Linked DNA regions of Sus scrofa: region 1 is linked to region 2. The links are chromatin contacts, called in public Hi-C maps. All regions are on one chromosome and are shown on one strand. Each heading gives the region's core, a stretch centred on a gene start, on an enhancer-like site or on the middle of the called end of the contact. The rest is flanking DNA. Distances are from core to core; before and after follow the strand shown.

The links. A called contact is a pair of places that touch in the nucleus more often than the background predicts.
Region 1: a Hi-C map of liver shows a contact between it and region 2, with 5 times the contacts expected there. The contact joins two enhancer-like sites. A contact is called at or near these places in 2 of 5 promoter capture datasets (fetal liver and liver) and 5 of 47 Hi-C or Micro-C datasets (fetal liver, liver and skeletal muscle).

Annotation. Positions count from the first base shown.
Region 1 is chr2:82,438,935-82,444,927 of Sscrofa11.1, reverse strand. No RefSeq gene overlaps it. Among named protein-coding and RNA genes, the nearest start is that of TMEM174, 110 kb to the right of the region's middle. Within about 2 kb of position 2,992, at least 14 of the 83 cell types and tissues checked have an H3K27ac peak or open chromatin away from gene starts, as enhancers often do. A contact at or near this core is called in liver, where this site is marked.
Region 2 is chr2:82,380,326-82,386,536 of Sscrofa11.1, reverse strand. The region is part of intron 2 of LOC102165038 (a long non-coding RNA gene); the gene reads left to right. Among named protein-coding and RNA genes, the nearest start is that of TMEM174, 48 kb to the right of the region's middle. Within about 2 kb of position 3,661, at least 3 of the 83 cell types and tissues checked have an H3K27ac peak or open chromatin away from gene starts, as enhancers often do. A contact at or near this core is called in liver, where this site is marked.

The sequences.
Region 1 (5,993 bases), core at 1,743-4,242, 59 kb before region 2:
TCCTAAGTCAGGCCCTCCCCTCCCTAGAAGCCCATTCTGCCTACCTAAGGCTCTGACTTCTGACACAGGTCTTCTGTGTTCAGGTAATAACAGCTAACGCTCACCCTCATAAAGCATGTGTCCAGTACTGTCCTAAGCCTGGATATGGATTCACTCATTATCTCCTCACAGTGATTCTTTGGAAGGGACTTTTTTTTTTTTGTCTTTTGTCTTCTTAGTGCTGCACTCACGGCATATGGAGGTTCCCAGGCTAGGGGTCTAGTTGGAGCTACAGCTGCCGGCCTACACAACAGCCACAGCCCATCTGATCCAAGCCACATCTCTGACCTATACCATGGCTCACAGCAACGCTGGATCCTTAACCCACTGAGCGAGGCCTGGGATCGAACCTGCAACCTCGTGGTTCCTAGTCGGATTCATTTCCACTGCACTACAACGGGAACTCTGGAAGGGAATATTTTTAATGTCCTTCTACAGAAGAGGAATTGAGTCACAAAATAATAATAATAATAATAAGTTGCCCAAAACCACACAACTGTCTGTGTACATAGCAGGGCCCAGATTCAAATCCAAGCATTTTGGCTTCAGAATTCACTCTCTCATAACCTTTCTAAGTGGAAGCTCCTCAAGGGCCACAGTCCCATCTGCTGCCCATGCAGCCATGGGACCCCGCACAATGGTAAGACTCACAGAACATCAGTGGGCAACTGGGTTGCTGCCTCCAGCCTGCGATGGACCTGATTGTGGTTTTGTGTAAGTTACAGGGCCCTGGGGCTTCCAAAAGGCTCTTATTATGTCCTTTTATGGGTTTCACTTTTGGTTGTAGACGGTCACTTTCTATCCTCACAGTGCCCCCCTTTCTGCAGCTCTAGGCTGATGGGTCCCCTGTAGCATGGGAAGAACCCAGCAGCCTTGTCCCCTGAGGGATGGCAGCATGTGTGCCTGCTTTCCGGTCATGACACATCAAAGCCATGCCAGCCAGAGTCTTAGTACCCTGAAAGCCCAGAAGTCACCTTGAGTCTAGAAAGTGAACGCTAGAAAAACAGAGCAACAGAGCTGATGGGCTTCATGGGCTGGGGGTGTCCTGGGCTTGCTGAGAGTTCTCTCTGCTGCCTTAGGTGGAGGGGACTGCGGGTTGGAGGAAGCAGATCTTGAGCTTCATGCACAGATGGAGGTTTACCCAGTCAATTTCTGTCCTTGCATTCGTTCAGTGTTCTTAGGAAGGAGAGGAAGAGGGAGAAGAAAAAGAAGAGAGACTTTCTGAGGCAACATGAATTAAGTCCCCCGTAACAGGAATTTCTGCCCAGCTCACCCACAAGGTGGAGCCCAGCGGAGGTGCTCCTCGCCCCCCTAACCAGGCCTAGGGGGGTTGATTTGTAATAAGCACAGAGTTAGTGCCGGGAGTGTTTGGACTCTCACCTGGAAGCGGGGCATGCGTTCTGCTCTCCTGAAGGCAAAACCCAGCCTGAAACACCACACGAAGGGCACCAAGGTTCTCCTGAAAGCGGGCGCTGGCCCTTCATTCCAGCACACCCACCCCATCCCCTTGAAATCGAATCAGGGTGATTTATGCCAGATTAGAAGTAAAGAGGCTGCTTTTAGTTATTTCACTCCATGCACCTCCTGCAGGGTGGCCAGCTGCTGAAACACCCCGTGTGGGCTGCTCAGGTTTTCATATGGATTTGCAAAGGCTCCCACTGATCCAAATGTCATAGTGGGTCTGGTATTCAAGGTTTAAATTCCTCGATGCGGGTCAACTCTTTGGTGCAAACCAAACCTGATGACAGTCTGCACAGGATGAGTCGAGATGAACTCTGATTCTAAAATGACATGACAGATCTTCAAACAAAGAAATCAGAACTTGTTGCGTATTTGCAGCAGTCACCCGTGAGGTCAGCAATGATGTTTTTCTTGCTCAGAATAACTTCAGAATCTCTCTCTGGAAATCCGGGACTTACAGAGCTGTCTTTTGCATGCTTGAGGAGCAGCAAAGATTTATTTTTTTGAAGGTGGATTTAATTTTTGGAAACCTCAAAAAGAATGCAGGCCAAGTGTGGCCAGTAAGCATGTTGGGTGATGCCATTTGGGACTTGAAACCAGAAAGCATCATTATCCAGTGCTGGATCCAATGGTCCTTCTGGACTAGCTCTGAAAGCCTCCACAGATAGGAATAGAACTGTTTCAGGCAGCTGTAGCTTCCTACAGTATTGATATCAACTCTGAAGGGCTGGCATCTACTTGGTTAAATAGGTTGTGAATTGCTTATTTGAAAAAACGAATCAGCCTTATTAAAATCACATACATTTATGTAAAAACTCCTCCTCTTAAATAACCATGCGATTGTGTTGGCATATAAGCGTATTAACCAGGACTGTTTTTCCTGTATTTATCATAGGCTATGAATTTATTTCAATAGTCCTACCACTGCTCCTGAGTTTTCCTTGGCAGCAGTCCAGTTCCTGAATGTACTGCCGAGCAAGGAGCAAGTAGTTTATCATAACAAGGGGCTGGGATTATTGTTGAGAAAAGCCGAGGGAGGTCGCATCTGCACTGCTGGCCAGGGCCAGACCGGCTGAGTTGCAGACGCGAGAGGCCAGCATTTGCTTTGGGCTTCTTTTCTGTCCTGTGCAGTCTTCCAGGACCAGGCATCCTGTGCTGCAGTTCACTTCACTGTGAGCCACTGAGTCCTAAACCTTCTTCTGGCCTTGAGCTTGGCACCTCCCTGAAATGGTTTAAAGAGAAGGCAAGTATTGTGATGGAGGTGCAAATAAAAAAATGGCTCCAGGTAATCTGGAGGGAAAAATCCAATGGTGGAGGCAGAAGGGATCCCCGCAAGAAGTGACATCTGAGACCTGAGCAGCCTGCTGGTGGCTGGAACCCAGGCTGGTGCAGAAAACCTGTAGCCACCCGCCCTTCCTCTGAGTTCCCAGACCAGCACTGACAGCTGGGCCAGGGCTTCGGGATGGGATTACAGCATTAGGTGAGAAGTTAATCACAAACATGAATCAGCCTTGTTTTTTCCTACTCGGCTCGGCTCCCGAGCCCTGCAGGGGAGTGGGCAGGGCCCCTCGCTGGATGTACAGGAAATCATACTGGGGGGAAACATGAAGCCAGCTATTTCTCACCGGGGCCAAGCTGTTACCTGTGTTTTGAGATTGGAGGGGAATTTACTACGTTACATAGGAAGAGAGTCCCCTCAGCGTGGCAAGCAGGAAGAGAAACCGTTTCATGGGCCAAGTGGCCTCTTGGATTCCACCCAGGCTGTGACCACTGGGTGGTTTTTCATTTCAGGGAGCCCCTCCCCCTCCCCGGCTCTGCAGCTCCCCCTGGACTGAGCTGCCCCTGGGTCAGCAACCTCCCCCCCTTTTCTTTTTTTTGCTAAGGGTTCTGTTCTTTCTCTTGTGTCCCACCCCTGGAAATTCAGTTTAAATAGAAAACTCACTTCTCATTCAAACCAGCAGGACTGGGTTAGGACCTGTGGTTCAGCCAAAACCCCTCCCTGCCCCAGCCCACTTCTGGAATGTCCAGCATTCTCAGCTACCCTTCTGTTTCCTCACATTCTTTCTCCTTCAGCTCTGATGCATCCCACTTACCACCTAATGTTTGCAGAGTGGCTGTCACTTGCATAGTTGGCCTCCTCTGCTCTGGAACTCCCTCGCCCTTGGCTTTCAGATTTGATAAATGCCGCCCCTGTCTCTGGGCTGACCTGCGGCAGGGCAGCCATTCAGTGAATGCTAGGCTCAGAGTCGCACCATCACGACATAGTTCCCTCCTGAATTCTGTTTACAAAAAGCCTCTGTTGCCAGCAGTTCTTTACAAAGAGAAGACCTCCATGTCATCAGAGGAAGAGGACCTTCACCAGAATCTTAGTAAATTTCCCTAGGTAGCCAGGACGGCAAAGGATTTCATTTCTTTGCCTCTTTCATGTTTTTAAAGTGTTAGTTACTGCACGCAAATGATTAATCAGAAAATGTTAGCCAGTTTGACCTCATAGGTCATTGCACAAAGCCTGCCAAAGTTTAACCATTTAGCTCTAGGTTTGAATGTCACATCTCTTTATGCAGCCAAGGGAGGCTGATTCTCTTCTTCTGCCCCAGGAAGTCTCATCTGGGAAGCAGGCAGTAGGGGGCGCTATAACCAACAGGGTTTCTTACTATTAAAACAGAGCTGAGTTCCCTTTGTGGCTCAGGGGTTAAAGAACTAGGACCCATGAGGATGTGGGTTTGAACCCCTGGCCTCTCTCAGTGGGTTAAGGATCTGGTATTGCCGTGAGCTGTGGTGTAGGTCGCAGATGCGGCTTGGATCCTGCGTTGCTGTGGCTGTGTGTAGGCCGGCAGTTGTAGCTCTGGTTCGACCCCTAGCCTGGGAACTTCCATATGCCCAGGCACAGCCCTAAAAATCAAAAAAAAAATTTTTTTGAATTTAAAAAAAACCCAAAAACCAGAGCAAGTCAGTCCCCTTGCTGGAATCAAAATAAAAATGGACTTTGGCAGTTTGATGCAGAAGGGAAAATTGGAAAAGGGAGTGGGATGGTGCAGATGACAGATGGGGCTGTGCACAGCAAAAGAGATGACAACCTCCAGGAGCTGCTTTCCCTTCCCAAGGAACAGAGCTGTTCCAGGAAAGGCTCAAAATGAGGTGCGTGACCAGACACCAATATGTGTCCTTTCAACCTGGACAAACAGACACCAGAGGTTATGCACACATGATAACCCTCACAGTCAAAATCTCTTGTTATCAACAAAGCCCACATTCACCTCTGGGCACAGGCAAAAAGATCACACACAGACACACACGCACAGGCTGACCTGAGAGGTGGATAAACAAGCATGCTGTCCGGAGCTGTCACCTCTGTGTAACAGACTGCAGGGGTCTTCTCTTGGGCCTCTCCTGGTGTCTTTCAAAGCTAACTGTTTTCTCAAACCTCTGTCTTGACATTCAACACAACTGAACACGTCAGCAGACTGGCTCAGGCAGGATTTGCCAGGACTGTGGGGTTGGCATCCTTCAGTGTGTGTGTGTGGGGGGGGTGGTGGCAGGGGTGCCCAGGAGATCTGGCGCTGGGGGGTTGGGGGAGGGGATGCTGGGCCCACGGGGATTGGAGGTTGAGCACTCCCACTTTTAAAAATCGCTGCGCCAACCTCAGGAACCAAATCCACAAAAGTCCCATGGACGCTGGCTGCCGCATCCTGTGGCTACCTGGCCTGAGGTGCTGGGCAAGCTGGCCGGAGAACACCCCATAGCGCTGGTGGATGGGGATGCTCCATAGTTCTGAGAGTTTCCAGCTTTCCCTTGGTACTTGAAAACAGGCCCCTGGGAAACCGAAGTCACTCTAGATTCTTTAAAAACCCTGCAGCTTGTGTGACATCTAACCCAGAGTCTTACTCTTGTCCACCTGAAAGCCCCAAGAGTCACCTGAGTGAAGCCCTTCCACCCCCTCGCTGTTCAATGGCTGATGAACTCCAGCCCCAGCTGCAGTTCTTCTTCCAGGTAAGAATTGGCAATGTATCCAATTTCCCTCCCACTCATCAAGTGAAAAAAATTCATCTTTCTTTCCAAAGGTTGGGCAGCAAAAATGCTACTGGACATTTCTAATCAGAAACTGGAAATAATTTCTATGAACTTTGCCGCCAATTTTCCAAATACTTCCCACTGATGCACCAAGAATGTGTTCTGGTTCTTTAGACATAAACACACATTTAAGTGACCACATTTAAGGGAACAAGATAGACACACACAATCCCCCATCCCTCCCCCCCGCCCCCCCATTGAAAGATTGGTGGTGTCTGGAGCCAATGTGTCCTGAAGATGTAGGTTCAAGGAAATATCCCGGTGGCAGCCACAGTGTGCTGCACGCAGTGCCTGCTGGCAGCTTCTGTGCCCATCCATTCTGTCCACTGGCAACTGCTCAGCAGCGGGAGGGGAGTCGAATTGCACACGTGAGGAACCAGAGGCCTTTCCAGAGAAGCCAAGGGCTTATCCACAAGGGAGTG
Region 2 (6,211 bases), core at 2,412-4,911:
GGAGTTTGGGATTTTTTTAAGGAGTTTCCGATAGGGGAGCCCCGGGCGTGAGCCACTGCAGCCAGGATCCCCCGGGACTTTGTCGCGGATGGGGCCTCCCTTTCTGATCCTGCGGCCGGGGCTGTGCGGGCGGCGCTGGAGGTCTTATAGCGCGGGTCGGGACCCGCTGTAGTTGCGCTTGTGCTCCGCGAGTCCCGAGAAGGGCGCAACGTCCAGGTCGCAGGTCCAGCGACCCTTCGAGTGGGCCTGCCGGGGGCAGTGGTCTCACGGCCCCAGCCAAGCGCGCGCAGCTCTGGATCCGTGTCGCAGGGTGGGCCTAGAGGGGAAGAGGGCAGCAAACCATGTCTTTCCCGGAGTGGGAAGGCCCACTTTCCGCTGAACCAGGCCACGCAAACCCTCCCGGGAACCCGAGGCCCAGGGAGACTGCTGGTAGTCGCTGGGGCCGGCCAATGGCAGGCGGTCCAGTTTCAAAGCAAATCTCAAGCTTTGAGGTTTAGCTGATGGACTCAGCTGCTCCTTTTAAGACGCAAACCCAAGTTGGAATGGAAAGGGCTGAAAGATGTGGTCTACTTTCTCGTTTCTCCAAGGAGCGGCATATCCCCCATCTTTCCCAGCCGCCAGCGCTATTACAGCAATGAAATATTTGTTTTGTGGGATATGTTAGAATTTAATGACAATAAGATCTATATTTTTAAAAAAGAAATATATTTTTACGATTGCCACTATACACATTAGGTGCTTGCATTTATGTACCTATCCAGGCAAAACAGACACATGTATATTGGCTAGAATATATTCTAAAACTGCAAAAATAGTAACGTGTTCCATCGAATATGCCATATTTGAGGATGCTGATCTTCTCAAAGCCAATTAAAAATGCATTTTCTTTGATTTCTTATTTAATTTTGTCTTTTTAGGACCACACCCAGGGCATACAAAGGTTCCCAAGCTAGGGGTCCAGTCGGAGCTGTAGCTGCCGGCCTACACCACAGCCACAGCAACACAGGATCCCAGCAGCATCTGTGACCTACACCACAGCTCATGGCAACACTAGGTCTTAATCCACTAATCGAGGCCAGGGATGGAACCCACGTCCTCATGGATGCTAGTTAGTTTCATTAACTGATGAGCCACAACAGAAACCCCCAAAATGCTACTTCTTTTAGTTTTTATTCAGAACCTCCAAACCAGAAGCAAACTGTACTTGCAGAATGTAGCCATTCTATGTGAAAAGATATCTATAAATTGCATTTACAATGGAATTTTAAAAATTCATTTCTTTCTCTAATATTACCTGACTTCAGGGTATGGGAGCTTCTATTCTTGGAGGGACCCTTAGACACAGTCAGTTTTTGGCTCCCAGAGCAGTGTAAAACACTAAATCTGGGCAGATTTGCACAGAACAGAAGCTTTAATTTCACCATCCAAATTCCAGCCAAACAGCTTTGGGGATTTTTCTATGTTCCAGACCCCCTGAATGTTTTTCCAGGTTGTATGGTTGAGCCCCAGCCTATGGCAGCTCAACCAAAATCATGACATTTTTAAATACAGAAACAAAAAGCTGTGTCCACTCTGTGGAAAGAAGGCATTTCATTTTAAAGATGCAACTACTATAACATTGATGAGTTTATGTGTATGTGAAAAAAATTGGGGGATGGGCTGTATATGTAAAAAATGTATTATTTTATTTGTAGTCTTGAAACTGTCTTCAAATAGTTTTGTTTTGTTTTTTTTTTCTAAATGTTTTTTATGAAGGCAAGACATAAAGGAATTCAGGATCATTTTTCCAGATACCGTCTAAGTAAAACTGATTCCTTCCCATTGAGACAGGCATGAATTTTCCTCTGACTTTAAAATGAATGACTACTAAGCCTCATGCACTATTGGTGGGACTATAAATTGGTGCAGCCAATGTGCAAAACAGTATGGAGATTCCTCAAAAAACTAAAATAGAGCTACCATTCAAGCTAGCAATTCCACTCCTGGATATTTATCTGAGCAAAATGAAAATACTAATTAGAAAAGATGTATATACTCATATGTTCATTGCAGCACTATTTACAAAAGCCAAGTTGTTGGAACCAACTTATGCCCATCAATAAGTGAACAGATAAAGAAGATGTGAGATCTATCAATCTATCTATCTGTCTGTCTATCCCTCCCACCCCCATATACACACAAAGGAATATTACTCAGCCATTAAAACAGAGTGGGATCTTGCCATGTGCGATGACATGAGTAGACCTAGGGGATATTATACTAAGTGAAACAAGTCAGAGAAAGACAAATACTGTATGATTTCACGTAAAAGTAGAATCTAAAAAACAAAACAAATGAACACACATAACAAAACAGAAACAGAGTCATAAATTCAGAGAGTAAACAAGTAATTGCCACAGGGGGCAGGTATGGGGGAAGGAGAAAAATAGGCTAGGAAGTTTAAGAGGTACAGACTTCCAGTTGCAAAACTAATGAGTCATAGGTATGAAATGTATGGTGTGGGGAATATAGTAATTATGTAATATGTTTGTATGGTGACAGATGGTAATTAGACTTATCCTAGTGATCATTTTGAAATATATAGAAATATGGAGTTCACCATATCATATGCCAGGCACTAACATAGTTTTGTAGATCAATTATACTTCAAACTCATAGAAAAAGAGGTCTGATTTGTGGCTACCAGAGCTGGGGTTTGGGTGGAGAGGGAATTGGATGAAGTCAGTCAAAAGTTACGAACTTGTAGTTATAAATTCATAAGTACTAGAGATGTAATGTACAACATGATAAAGATAATTAACCCTGTTGTATGTTATGGATGAAAGCTGTTAAAAGAATAAATCCTAAGAATTCTCATCACAAGGAAAAAAATGTTTTTCTATTTAATTTTGTACCTAGATGAGATAATGGATGTTCACTAAACTTATCATGGTATATCATTTCATGACGCTTGTTAGAGCATTATGTTCTACACCTTAAACTTATACTGTGCTTTATGTCAATTATATTACAATAAAACTGGAAGAAAAAATTTTAAGTAAAATAAATGACTACTGTTTGCATTGGGAAGACCACTCAGAAAGCTGTTTTTCTCTACTGCGAATGAAATGTATATTGCATTTCCCCTGAGTGAAACCTGGAATTTTTAAGCTGGACTGGCAAGTGTATCACCATTAATAAATAGAATTTAAGTGCTAGTTTGGAAGATGAAAGTTCTTCTAGTAGGCCCTGACTACATAGTTATACTCTCAAGGTGCTTATAACTTATCACAAATATACTTCAGGATGTACATTGTGGAAAAAGATGTAAGTCAAATACATATGGACATTCTGCAAAAGCAAAGAAATTTACGTTATCAGAGGTAAGACAGAGAAGAGAGTAAAAATAATTCTCCCTGATGCTGAATCCATTCATAGCTGGTAAAATAATTATGGACATTTTTTCCCTCACATCAGTTTAGTCACAGATATGTGAAGCTTGGTGCCGCCACGAGATGTGCCAGCATTTCTTCAGAGCCCCCTCCACAGCACCCGAGAAGTCTGAAGTCATTCAGGTACCCCCTCCATCTTCCTTCCCCCACAGGCCCTGCTTGTGGAGAAGAGTGGAAAGTACAATGTACCAAGTTAAACAAATATTTAACTTGCTCCATGTCCAAGGCAAATTGGATTTCAGGCCAACATATGGGCTCCAGCTCAGGGCTGGAGACATGGCCTCAGGCTGGGTGTGGGAGTGAATGATGCATGCGGTCATTGCTGGGGGCTCCAGCTGGGCCAAACAGACTCTAGGTCACCCACCTTTCCCAGGACTGTGGAGAGGCTGAGCTCTACTTTCTTCCAGAACCCATCAGAGGCTAGAGCTCTCTGAAGGAGGAACAGAATCGTTGATGTAGATTCAGAATTTAACTTTGTACTTCTCTGGCCGAGTTCCTTTAAGGACAGGCACCATGATTTCTTGCTTTGGGGATCTCCGCATTTCGCACTGTGGTTAGCACTTGATACAGGTCTGCTGGATGACTAAAATCACTTTAGTTCCTGGTAGGGAAGGCCCCTTGGTTTTGGCCTTTGGGTCTTCAGGTGGCTACTGCCAAACTCCTTGGAATGGAGTGGCCACTCCTTGGAATGGAGCTTGTCCAAACTGATAGATGCCGTGAGCATAAAACACACACTGCATTTCCCCAGCTTAGAATGAAAAAAAAAAATGTAGCTATCTCAAACATTTATATTCCTTACATGTTAACTAATACTTTAAGTGTATTGGGGTCAATGTATATTTGTGGTGGCCACTTCTAAAATGACCGCCAGTGACCCCAGCCTCCTGGTATTCATGCCTGTGTGTAAGTCCCTCCTCTAGAAGGTGGGCTGCACTTGATGGCCTGATTCTAATGATTCTAACTTGTGGAATTTGGCAGGAGGGATGGGATGGAACTCCCAAGATTAGATCAGGAAAAGACGGCAGTATGACTCTTGGGTGCTCCTGCCCTCTCTTATTAGCTTGCCCCCTCCCCTACTCCCTTACTATCTCAGAGCCCAGTCCTCAGAGAAAAACAGACTCCTAAGCTGAAGATGCCTGATTGAGAAGAGAGGCCCTGGAGGATGAGAGGTCATGCAGAGGAGAATGGAGGCACCCCAGCCCCCAGCCGGAACCAACTGCCGGCTTTTTGGAAGCACCTATCCCAGTCAATTCAGATGAGGTAGCCAGGCTGAGAGCTTGAAGGCAAACTCAGAAGAAGCCCAGAGCCAGAACTATCTAGCTAAGCTTCTGTGTGTGCTGATCCATAGCAACTGGGAAATGATAGATGTGTGTTTTAAGTTAAGTTTGGGGGTAATCTGGTTCACAGCAATAAATAACCAGTATACTCTTATTTACATTAATTTCACTGGTTTCTTTGTCCTTTTTTAAATGTGGCTATTAGAACATTTAAAATTACTTGCGTGGAGTTCCCGTCGTGGCGTAGTGGTTAACAAATCCGACAAGGAACCATGAGGATGTGGGTTCGATTCCTGGCCTTGCTCAGTGGGTTAAGGATCTGGCGTTGCCATGAGCTGTGATGTAGGTTGCAGATGTGGCTCGGATCCTGAGTTGCTGTGGCTCTGGCGTAGGCCGGTGGCTACAGCTCCAATCAAACCCCTAGCCTGGGAACCTCCATATGCCATGGGAGCGACCCTGGAAAAGGCAAAAAGACAAACAAACAAACAAAATACAATTACTTGCGTGGTTCACATTGTCTTTCTGCTGGACATGGGTCTCTGTGGCTCAGTCCGGGCAAAAGTGCTCCAGGCTTCATTCAGGGCTCTAGGGACCTGGACTTAAACTGATGTTATAGACAACCATGAACTATTTAGGTTTAAATCTTACAAAAGAGAATCTCTAATCCCTTGCTAAACCAATTGACATGTTCAAGAGCTTTGGATTGAGCGTCCAGAGTTACTCCATTCCCAGTTGAGCCCCTCGTGAGCTGGACCCTGTAACCAGAGAGACAACTTTAATGTTCCTTCTGGCTCTACCATTGTACAGTTCAATAACGGCTCATTTCAGCATTTTCTTGCCACCCAGGAGTAAGAGCAGCATTGGTGGATGGCTAGCTCAGTGTTTTGTGTGATAATGAACCCATATCAGCAGCTCCGCTTGTCCCAGATGGTCTCTTAGCCGAGCAGTGAGGGGGTCAGGATGAGAGGTGGACACCTGGAGGCAAAAGCACTCTGTCCAGCACACCCCTACCTGCTCCCACCTTGCTCTGCGACCATCCCCAGCCTTTCCTGGAATTCTTAGCTCCCTGTTCCTCACCAGCCCCAACACCTAAAACACTGGGAACCTACCTATGTTTTCATTCCACGGTATTGGAGCTACGTGTGACATTGGGAAGAAATGAAGGACTCGGCTTTCCCTTTATTTGTATTTGCAGAACCACAGAGAGACAAGGTGCTAATTAGAAAAATATTTTAGAAAACATTTTGATTGGATTTTTTTTCTTTTCTTTCTTTCCTTCCTTCCTTCTTTCTTGTCTTTTTTTTAGGGCCGCTCCTGTGGCATATGGAGGTTCCCAGGCTAGGAGTCAAATCTGAGCTACAGCTGCTGGCCTACACCACAGCCCTACACCACAGCCACAGCCACGAGGGATCTGAGCCGCCTCTGTAACCAACACCACAGCTCACAGCAACGCCAGATCCTTAACCCACTCAGTGAGGCCAGGACTTGAATCTGAGTCCTCAT